Regions from separate parts of the Zea mays genome. Here region 1 is linked to region 2. The links are chromatin contacts, called in public Hi-C maps. All regions are on one chromosome and are shown on one strand. Each heading gives the region's core, a stretch centred on a gene start, on an enhancer-like site or on the middle of the called end of the contact. The rest is flanking DNA. Distances are from core to core; before and after follow the strand shown. Region 1 holds the start of LOC100284475 (ribonucleoside-diphosphate reductase small chain). Region 2 holds the start of LOC100381274.

Region 1 (5,757 bases), core at 425-2,924, 190 kb after region 2:
CGTCGACCAGAGCGGACAACATACCTGTCCAATCAAAGCAGTGGGCAGTACGCCCGCACCGATGCATGCACACAGTAGTCATCATAACTTGGTCCATTCCAAGGAACCTTAGGCATCACGCCAATTCTACTCAGGCAATGGATGTCAAGGCCCAGGGAGATAGCGTAAGGAGACCAACACTAGTTGCTCCGGGTGTTCCACCCTTATGTCTCTGGGCCCGCATGTCGGGGCTCAGGGTCTCTTTGTACATGTCCCCCCTCGACTATAAAGGGGAAGGCACGCGACGTTACAGACACACGCAATCTTAGACTCGCTAAGCTCATACAAGCTCTTGAGCAATACAACTCACAGTGGAGTAGGGTATTACGCTCCGGCGGCCCGAACCTCTCTAAACCCACGTGTGCTCTCGTGTGTTGATCCACCAGCTCCGTAGCAAGTGAAACGCTTAGGCCCCTCCTCTCTTCAGGATTTAGGGCGGGTGCAATCCGCCACCCGGCCGGAAATTTCCTCTCCGACAATTAGTAACTGCTAATAAAACTTGGCCGATTTATTAAAAGCAATGCTCAACTTTAACCCTTATTTGTTGATCAGCCTTATACTTCACATGAGCTCCCACTTTTAATAAGTTCATGCACATTATTCTCCACAACTTGTTGAGCTACGATCTTTTGTGAGCTCATCTTTGCGATATATAAACCCCCACACAAGTGAAAAGCAGGTAGTCCAGGAGGAGGTCTATGATGAGGAGTACAAGCTCATCTAGGTGGCGTCTCCCAGTCAGTTTTATGGCACCGAGGAATAATACTTAGTTCGCTTTATTGTTCTCATTTATTTTTTAAGATACTTCCGCTATGTAATAATGATATTTGTGATATTTATCTCTATACACTTTGTCATTATATGTGATATTTTTTTGGCGCACATATAAGACGCACCCGGCTTTACCCCTTAAATCCGGGCGTGACAGGGAGCCAGCTGGTCCTGGGATTCGGGGAGGGAGGAGAATGGGATGCGGTCGCAGTGCTCCTCTCTCGGGGCCTCGGGTAGTCGGGCTCGGTCCTGGAGAGTAATGGGGATCTGGGGATGGAGAAATTCGGGCCCACATGTAAGGAATCTTGTGGGACCTACACGTCAGTCGACGACAACAATCACAGAAACGAAGCAGGTGGACCCAATATCGTAATGTCGTGTTAACTATTTTATGTATTAGTTTTGAAAGTCTGCTTTTCGCTTGGTTCAAAATGGTGTGTTGATTGTGGACATGCTAGCATTAGCTTATATGTGATATAGGCGAACCTACGTTATGGGGAGTGAGGGCACAATTTTCTTGTTTTAGTGGATATTTTATTTTATTTATTGTAGCTAGAAAGGTTCAGAAGTCGCTAGACCTTCATTTAGATCCCCACTCATATATTGGGCCTCACTCAACCTTTGGCTGCCCCTAATCTAGATCACTTATGATATCAACAAGAGATAAGCATATTTTCGAAATTTAAATTTTAATAAACCTGACCAACATTTATTTGCAAACCCATTTGATCCACGATCGTAAAAGATGGACGAAATTCGGCAGTCCACGAAGCGGCGAGCCAACAGCACTCATCTCCCGAAATTTCCCATCCCAGCCCATCTTACCAAAACGCCCCTCGCCGCCACCTGTCAGGCATTCGAAAATGCTCTCTCTATCCCCAAACGAACAACGCCGCCTCAACCTCTCTTGTCCTTCCTCTCCCGCCGCTCGGCTCGCCGCCGAAACATTTCCGCCCTGAATTTTCAAATCCCCCGGCAAAATCGAAAATTTTCCCAATCTTCCATAGCACGGCGCGCCCCCTGTTTTCTCCCTCTGCCCACCCTTATCCGTTCTTCGCGCGCTCGCGCCTCCTTCCCTTGCAAGCCCGCGCGGCTGCGCCAACTCCGTCCCAATTCAAAATCTGCACTCTAATTCCCACCATTCCTATAAATCCCCCGCCTCCCTGCTCTCCTCCCTAAATCACACAACTTTCGCCCAATTCCCCACTAGCAACCGTCCCCACAATCCTCCGACGATGCCTGCCGCGCCGACGCTGTTGCCCCCGTGCGACGCGGAGGAGCCGCTGCTGGCGGAGTCCTCCGACCGCTTCTCCATGTTCCCGATCCGTTTCCCGCAGATCTGGGAGTTCTACAAGAAGGCGGTGGCCTCCTTCTGGACGGCGGAGGAGGTTGACCTCTCTGCCGACGCCCGGCACTGGGACGAGGCGCTGTCCCCCGACGAGCGGCACTTCATCTCCCACGTGCTCGCCTTCTTCGCTGCCTCCGACGGCATCGTGCTCGAGAACCTCGCTTCCCGCTTCATGACCGACGTGCAGGTCGCCGAGGCGCGGGCCTTCTACGGCTTCCAGATCGCCATCGAGAACATCCACTCGGAGATGTATTCGCTGCTGCTCGAGACCTACATCCGCGACCACGTCGAGAAGGACCGCCTGTTCCGCGCCATCGACACCGTGCCCGCGGTCCGGCGCAAGGCTGACTGGGCCATGCGCTGGATCGACGGCGGGGAGCGCTTCGCTGAGCGCATCGTTGCCTTCGCCTGCGTCGAGGGCATATTCTTCTCGGGGTCCTTCTGCGCCATCTTCTGGCTCAAGAAGCGCGGGCTCATGCCGGGCCTCACCTTCTCCAACGAGCTCATCTCCCGCGATGAGGGCCTCCACTGTGATTTCGCCTGCCTCCTCTACGAGCTTCTCCGCAACAAGCTCGACGAGGCCCGCGTACGCGAGATCGTCGCAGACGCTGTCGACATCGAGCGCGAGTTCGTCTGCGACGCCCTCCCTGTCGCGCTCGTCGGCATGAACGGGGATCTCATGAGCCAGTACATTGAATTCGTGGCCGACCGCCTGCTCATGGCGCTCGGGTGCAAGAAGATGTACAACGTGACCAATCCCTTCGACTGGATGGAGCTCATCTCGCTGATGGGGAAGACCAACTTCTTCGAGAAGCGCGTGGGTGACTACCAGAAGGCATCCGTCATGAACAGCCTCAACGGCGGCGGCGCTGCCGACCACGTCTTCAGCATCGACGAGGACTTCTGAGTTGGCACGCGTAATCTATGGTGTCGGTTTAATGTTAGTATTTGCTTGTAGTTTGTAAGCGTGATACATGTACTCTGAGCCGCTTGATGCAATGATGCTGTTTCATTTTCTGTGTTACTGGTTCTCCCAATACACCAGCGTGTGCGTGTCCTTAAGCTGCGCCCGTGGTGTTGGAGGCATTGGCTGCACAAACGGCAGCAGTCCTTGCCCGAGGCCATGCCCGCTCAGTGTTCGACGAAATGCTTAGTTGAAGAGCCTGTGCCCGCAGCCAGGGCGTTCGATGAAACGCACCAGCCGAATGGGCACCAGGCCCGCGGGTGCGCGCAGGGTGTTCGGCGGAATGCGTGAGTGGTTGCAGGCAAAGACTAGAGTAGGCCTCCTAAATTAAGGTTTTAGGGGCAGCGTGGGCCCTACTTTGGTGGCGATTTGCGGCCCTCAGCGTGGTGCCAAAACTTTTGTACCGAGTGATCTCGTCAGTAACTTACGGCAAAAACTGAAGAAATCATGAGTATCGTATGAAATTGACGTGGTTTTGGCTGTATCTTGGTTACCAAACGTAACCGTCGCAATTTTATACGTGATACTGAGTTCGATGATAGTCACCCTTGCGCGCTACCAAATTTGGCCTCATGTTTGCATGGCAGCTATGTGGCCACATACCACTACCAGTCTACCAGACACAAAATTAGCTTCAACGGAGTACGGTGCTTCTTTTCCCCCTTTCTCGTTTCTGTGTGCAAAATATATGCTACCTCGTCCCAAAATAATTATATATATCGTTTTTCAAGAAGTTATTTTTTTAAAATGACATAACATTTTTAAAAATATACCGATATTAATACTACACCAATAAAGATTAATTATAAAATTTCAAAGAATCATAATAAGAGTTAGATTAGTTGTAAAATCTCAATACTCCTTTGCACATTTGTTTTTCTTGATTCTGCACCAACCTATTTCAAGGACTAGCGTAGAGTAATTGAAGTATCGAATATGCGACCATAAGAAATAAATTAGAGCCAATAAATTTTTTGTGCCAAGACAATCTTAGTTTAATTCCTAAGCTCAGACTAAACCCACGTGACACCTAAAGACTTCAAAAAGATTCAAATCAAGAACATCTCATCCAATTGGTGATTGGATGCGCTAAACAAGTTACGAAGATTATGAACCGATCAGTTTAAGTGGAACTCAATTTTGACACGGGAAAGTCCAAGAAAGAATCAAATGAGAAAAAAAATCTCTAATCACTGTGGCACTGCCGCCAAAAGTTCGATAGTGTGCGTCGTGGTGCGACAGTGTCGCGTGTCGCTCAGTGGCACGCCATTGCTGCTTGAGCAAAGTTGCTTCGATCATCCTCAAACTTTGTACACAGATAGATGTAGAGAAACGTGAGAGGTTTCAGAAGTTTAAGCAACAAAAGATCAGAACATGAGAGCCGCATCAGAAAACTCAGACTTGAGTTGAGGTTTTGTCACATAGCACAATTCGGTTAGAAACCTATCCATGAATTGAATCAGCCTATACTATAGGTGGCAACGATCGCAGAACAATTTCTCAACACAAAATCAACCTAAAACACTTCTCTTTCTTGAAAAGCAAAGTTCAACTCAAATATTCAATTAAAAGGGTAGAGGGAGAAGATTGAATCATGATCAAAATCATCTAGATTTGCTCATGAGTTAAAAACAGAGAGGTCACGGTATGGTTATTTATGCCCACACTTTCTCAAAATCTTGAATACAAAGATGTTACCCTTCGAAACATATAAGGATCGACTAACAAATGTAAATGAAAGAAACAAGCTAGAGAGATGGCAAAATGGTTTAGCCTCCTATTTATAGAGGGCTATTTGTCTTTCCTAGACTACCCATAAATACATAAAGCTAATCCATTTAACCGAGGGCAAAATGAACCAACTCTTGATACATTGATCGGATAGCAATATTCTTGTCGAGGGAAATGATCCCCGGTCCCTGTGACCCGCCGGTCAGAGAGCACACTGAGGAAAGAGCCCCTAGTTGCTGGGGCCCGTTAGTCAGTTGGAAGAGGTGGATACATGAAACCTGAAAGAACCCATCCCTGGTCGAACCCCGTGGCACCGAGCCCGGTGTCGGGCGTGACAGAACCTGATAAGGAACCACTCAAGTGGATGCCACTCCCAGCCCTAGACTAACCCACCGTAAATAGCCGACCACATTAACCGCGCCTGGCACCGAGCCACAGCGTGGGCATCGGTCTATTTCCCACTCATGACCTACGGAACCGTTTAGGCTGCATAGCACTATGAGCCCCTAGACTGCGGCACATTTATGGTCCACACACCTCTCGCCCTACAGTGCACTCATGACCTATCGGACTAGGCCTACGTGCGTAGACCTCCAGCAGGGCGCTACATGATGAACCATGTCGAGCCCCAGGCTACAGAGGTCAGGGGTCGACAAAGCCAAAATGATGGTGCCTGGGGCCCTCGTAGTCCCGCGCCATCCGCCATGGTAAATACGAGACAACAAGGCAACCCTGGGCCCAAAAGTACGTGTGGCTTTACCCCAGGTAGAACGCTGGTTTTACCCTCGCCTTACGACTCCTTCCTAAGGAAGCCACCGACAACCGACCTCTCTCTCGGCCTATAAAAGGGAGAGGTTGTACTCCAGGCAAGGGGACGTTTCTCGGACATCTTAGACGAAGCCGA
Region 2 (5,832 bases), core at 3,232-5,731:
GATACGGGGCATGAATCATTTATTTGAGCAAATATATCATTATACCCAATAGCACTAATTGTGGTATTTGTTGTTATTCCTTGACAACATTCTCTTAGTAATTAGTAAACCAAGGAGTATTCCATGTGAAAATAATGTCCACAATTCTTACCTCGGCTCAGTTTTGTAGTCCATTGGTTCACTGAAGTACTCCATATATACCTAATTATCTTGTAGGAAAATGTGTTGTGAAGCAATAAGATCATTTTTTATAAAAGAAGGAAAACATGGTGGCGAGGCAACAATAGAAGCAGTTAGGTTGATTGCAGATCATGTGAAGCTCAATGATTGCCAGCTTCATCCTGATAGCATTAAGCTATGGTGATTATCGTCTATCTTATTTGTCATATGTATTTAATAATGTTCATTTTGTACCGTTTTCATGCAGTTTATTTCTAAAAGAAACTGAGCATGAATCAATATGCTATCATTGCTGACTATATATTGGGATGTTTATCGTAGGTCTTCCTGTCTTTGAGATTTGATGGAGATATTGGAAAAGATGAGATTGAGGAGAAAGAGGTAAACCAAAGAGGAATAAACATTGGCAAAAATGAGGAGGTTCCAAAGCAATTGCCAGTTAGTAATAAGAAGAAAACCAGACATGAACTGATCTCAAAAGCTAGACAAGAGGTAACATCAGATAAGACATTATTTACTTGGAGGCTGTGTGAGTTTGTATAGTCATTTCCATTGTATTTTTGCAGGTTGATGCAGATCTTAGAGCAATTTCCTTCTCTCTTGATCCGAAGGAGAGAAAAGGGATAAAAAAGAAACAATTTCTGCTCTGTTTGAGACTTACTTTCGCATTCTGAAGCATAGATGACCACTTCCAATTCAAGGTCTGTCTTTGGTTTCTTTTGTTGTATCATAACTAATGATTCCTTTCTAGAATTATTTGGTTTGTCTTTTGTTCTGGATTTGACATATGTTGATTTAATGTCATGAAATTTCACTTCATTCTGGAATCGTGCGACATGGAGGCCATCATGGCAGGATACTTCAAGACACTCTTCCACCTCAACCCCGGCGGGATCCAGCCACACCCGCCGGCCACCTGCGATAGGGAGTCGCTCTTGAGGCCGCATGGTAGGGAGGCCTTGTCCTCTGCTGCTGGCACGCCGCTTGAAGCAGCTGCGGTTTCATAATTCATTCAGGCTTTGAACAAAACTTCTGAAACTGCAGAAAGAGTTTATAGTTCTACCAGATACTGATGCTTCAGCTTCACAGGATCAAATCACATCGCAGTAACTGCCATTTGCAAATTCTTATCTTGTCCATATGAGTCACTGGTTAATTATATTGGCAAGATCTGTGCTGCCAATGGTGATTATGATAGTCGCTTTGAATGAAGATATATTTGGTTCTGCTCAGTGTACCTAAACTAGAATACTTAGTGTAATAAATCGCTCCTGTTTGAACATGTAAATAAATTTTGTAAAGCAGTTGATAATGGCATGTGTTCTGTTCAATAGAATCCGTTACAGAGACATCTTTTGTCTGTGCTTATATACACCAGAACTGTCTGCAAATGAGACTTAATTCTTTATTTATGATATGTTTGTCTAACCGATGCTATATCCACGATTGCTATGTCAGAATAACCTTGGCATTTATATGGTTGCCAGAATCCATGTTGTGTGTAGCACTTGATTATGGCACAATGGCACATCAAAGAAGCTCTCTCTGTCCCGCAATGTCCTCTCCTCCAAGTGCAATGGGTAGGTCATCTGAATCCACAACACAAGGATGCCAAAAACTCAATTACAGTATGCTTTCTATATTAGATTCTTAGGATCTCATTGTGTGCTTGTAATCGTGCAGTAAGGGTTCCAAGTCTGGAGCTTCGTCGAGGTGTGCTGGTTGTCAATGTTCTGGCTTCAAGGTCCAAATCCGGCAGTTGGGACCTGGAATGATTCAGCAAATGCAACATCCTTGCAATGAGTGCAAGGGTTCTGGAGAGACCATCAGCGATAAAGATAGATGCCCACAATGCAAAGGTGATAAAGTCGTGTCGGAGAAGAAAGTTTTTGAAGTGGTAGTTGAGAAAGGTATGCAGAACGGACATAAGATCACATTCCCTGGCGAAGCTGATGAAGCGGTAATGACTCCTTAGTCCTCAGTTCTAAAGTTATTCCTCTGGCACAAACTAAACTTCTGTTCTAACTAATGTGTGCAACCTTGGGTTCTAACTATCTTGTGCTCATGTGCAGCCTGATACTGCCACTGGAGATATCATCTTTGTTCTCCAGCAAAAGGAGCATCCCAAGTTCAAGAGAAAGGGCGATGACCTCTTCTACGAGCACACACTGACCTTGATTGAATCTCTGTGTAGCTTCCAGTTTGTTCTGACTCACATGGATAACAGGCAAATGCTGATCAAATTGAACCATGGCGAAGTTGTGAAGCCTAGTGGGTGATTCTGACGTATGATTATGATTCTGCCTTCGTGATTTGGCCAATGCTCATTGATTACTTTAAATTTGTGCAGATTCTTTCAAGGCAATCAACGATGAAGGCATGCCCATGTATCAGAGGCCCTTCATAAAGGGCAAGCTGTACATCCACTTCTCAGTGGAGTTCTCGGACTACATCGTTACCTTTTAGTAAAACTAATATGGTATTCTTTTTATTTATTCTTTATATATTGGACGACTATTTATTCTTTATATATTGGACGACCTCAGTGAGTGAGACCCTACAAGATACATGAGCTTCATGTGTTCATCCGTATCTCCTGAAACTTTTCCCTATCCATAGTTCCATGTAGAGGTGGTGGTATGGCGAGCCGCGCCGGCTCGGCTTGGGTATCTGGCGAGCTCGGAAACCGGTTCAGTTTGACGGAGGCTCACGAGTCTACTACATTCAGTATCACAGTACATAGACACGTATATTTTATATAAAAATTATTGTATAGCCTGGTGGGTGATTCTGACGTATGATTATGATTCTGCCTTCGTGATTTGGCCAATGCTCATTGATTACTTTAAATTTGTGCAGATTCTTTCAAGGCAATCAACGATGAAGGCATGCCCATGTATCAGAGGCCCTTCATAAAGGGCAAGCTGTACATCCACTTCTCAGTGGAGTTCTCGGACTCGTTGAGCCCGGAGCAGTGCAAGGCCCTAGAGGTTGTTCTCCCGCCCAAGCCAGTATCACAGTACACTGACATGGAGCTGGACGAGTGTGAGGATACGATGCCCTACGACGTGAACATCGAAGAGGAGATGCGGAGGCGGCAGCAGCAGCACCAGGAGGCCTACGACGAGGACGATAATGTGCCAGGCGGTGGGCAGAGGGTGCAGTGCGCCCAGCAGTAGGCAGCTTGCGACAAATTTGTTGTTTCGCTTTGGGCGACTATTGAGTTTACCCGCTTGTATTGGTCTTATGATACTTCGGTTACAAGAGTGCAGTATTACTAAGGATTAGTTCCTATATAATGGCACATTGACACTAACATTGTTATGCATTTTAATGTACCCGTAGCAACGCACGGGCATAGACCTAGTTATGCTAAGATGAGAATAACAATACAAGTGATCCAATGAACCTTTTATATTTCTTATTTCTTGTATCTTCTATTGCTCTCACTATTTGGGTATTACACAGCTTTGTAACTTTGGGAGTGTTTGAATGCACTAGACTACAAGAGCTAATAGTTAACTACTAAAATTAATTAAAGGTATTCAAACAATCTAGCTAATAATTTAGCTACTAACTACTTTTATAAGATTAACTAATAGTTAGCTAGCTAATTTTACTAGCAGTTTTTTCGCGAGCTAACTATTAGCTTAGTACATTTAAACATTCTTTATTCACTGCTAATCCACTTCTAAGCTAGTTTAATTTGGAAGCCTCAAAAACCGACCGACTCACGTCACCTCGCACCCGTGTGAAAAAAACACCTTTGTGGTATAAGCAGCCTTTAGAAGCACACAAAAGGGAAATGGGGGTGTTTGGAATGGCTTTCAGTTCCAGTTTTAGTGTGGAGCTATAATTTATAATATTAATTTAGATAATTTAAAAATATTTTTAATTAAAAAATAAATAAAATAATTTATCTAAAAGTTTTATAAATTCTCGTGGCTTTAGCTTTACGATTTTCTGGAGCACCTGGGCTCTATATGTGATAACTCTAACTTTAAAAAATTTAGTAAAGTTGGTGGAACAGGTAATTAGGTGCTTCAGGAAATCGTAGAGCTAAAACTGTAAGACTTTAGAAAACATTTAGATAAGTCATTTTATTTATTATTTAGATTAAAAATATTTTTGAACTAATTAAAACTACACCGGGCTGAAATATGGAGCCATCTCAACTTGTTTTACTAGCTCCACCATTTTTTTTGGAGTGGACCCAATTCCAAAGAGGGCCGAATTATCATCCGGTTCGGACCGGTTTTCACGCCTCCGAAGGCCGGGCAGGCAGGCAGCACCCGCGGAGACGCGGAGCCTCCACTCCTCGTATCGCTTCCTCCTCTGGATCTAGCCGACGCCGCCCTCATCCTGTCACCCACCGACGTCGCCGTCGCCGTCGCCACCTATATCACCCACCGCCTCTGAAGAAGAAGACGCGGATCCGAGGGTAGTTAACTGCTGAAGAAGAAGATCCGGTACGGAGAAGACGCGGAGCAGTACTTCTCCGATCTGGTGAGCTTCCACCCATTTTGGATTCTGTCCGTCGCCGGCGCGCGGACCTCCCTCCTCCTCTCTTGGTCCGCCGCCTGTTCATCCCGCCCGCGCCTCCTGGGGCTTCCTATCCACCTCCGCTCGAACGGCCTCCCTCACCTCGCTGCCGGTCGCGGGCAGGCGGCGGCTCCAGGTGCTCATGGCCCGGCCGGAGTCCACATCTTAACGAAGGAAATTCTGGTGTTATTTAAACTCCAAAGGAACAAATCAATGTGCATGTGCTTGGATTTCGGAATCGTCTTTCCAGTTTCTTACAATATAATAGTAGTTGCTGTTCGATAATTCACCAACTGATGTCGATGTCATGTACGGCCGCCCCTACGTCAGGCAACGGCGTACCCGTGACATACGGCGTGCGCGTGAGCGCGCTGAACACGCCCAAGAGGCAACAGCCGCAGGTTCCATTGGATAAGATCGGGAAATCACCACTACGAGCGTCGGCCAGCAGCAGATCAGGGCGCAGGAATAGCTGCAGTTGCTAGTAGCTAGAAAATTGGAGGTTTGTTTAGAAGATAAGCTCACGGCCAGCAACAGATCAGAGCTGGCCGCTGCTAGCAAATAGGGATAAGTTGTTAAGAAGTTGTTTAGGAAGATAAGTATAGAGAAGAAATAGGAGTTGGTTTGGCTGGCCTGGCTATATATAAAGCAGGCGGTTCTTTTAATAAGGCAAGCATGAATTATATCCCAAATCTCTTCTTCTCTGTTAAGCCTACGGTTGAGGGGAATAACCTCACCGGAGAAGACGGCCGACGGCTACGAGCTGCGTAGCCGCGGTCCGGCCACCCAAGGGCTCGACGCCCTTGACAACTTGGTATCGCGATCCCGGCGATCCTCTCCCACTCGCTCCAATCCTTCATCCACAGCCGCTGCAACCCACACCAGCCCTCCACCTTCACCCCAATCTTCCACCGACTCGGCCCTGCAACCAGCCACCATGGCCGAGCCGTCCATGCAGGACGTGATGGAGATGCTTAGGGCCATCACCACCAAGATGTCCACCATGGAGGCTGACATGGCCGCCATGAAGGAAAAGTCGGCGTCGACGTCGGATTACGGCGCCGGGGGACGCGCAGAGATGCCGCGCGATCTGGATCGCCCACCTAAATT

The links. Hi-C and Micro-C count contacts between places; a contact is called where the count stands out from the background.
Region 1: a Hi-C map of ear shows a contact between it and region 2, with 2.2 times the contacts expected there. The contact joins the promoter of LOC100284475 here to the promoter of LOC100381274 in region 2. A contact is called at or near these places in 2 of 25 Hi-C or Micro-C datasets (ear and leaf).

Annotation. Positions count from the first base shown.
Region 1 is chr9:32,945,603-32,951,359 of Zm-B73-REFERENCE-NAM-5.0, forward strand. It overlaps LOC100284475 (ribonucleoside-diphosphate reductase small chain), which reads left to right and starts at 1,675. Exons shown (of 1, transcript NM_001157370.2): 1 at 1,675-3,182. The coding sequence starts at 2,046. The coding sequence ends at 3,065.
Region 2 is chr9:32,754,481-32,760,312 of Zm-B73-REFERENCE-NAM-5.0, forward strand. It overlaps LOC100381274, which reads left to right and starts at 4,482. Exons shown (of 5, transcript NM_001195849.2): 1 at 4,482-4,686. It overlaps LOC103639869 (dnaJ protein homolog 2), which reads left to right and starts at 1,017. Exons shown (of 5, transcript XM_008662555.2): 1 at 1,017-1,128; 2 at 1,694-1,760; 3 at 1,864-2,140; 4 at 2,253-2,451; 5 at 3,040-3,468. The coding sequence starts at 1,017. The coding sequence ends at 3,359.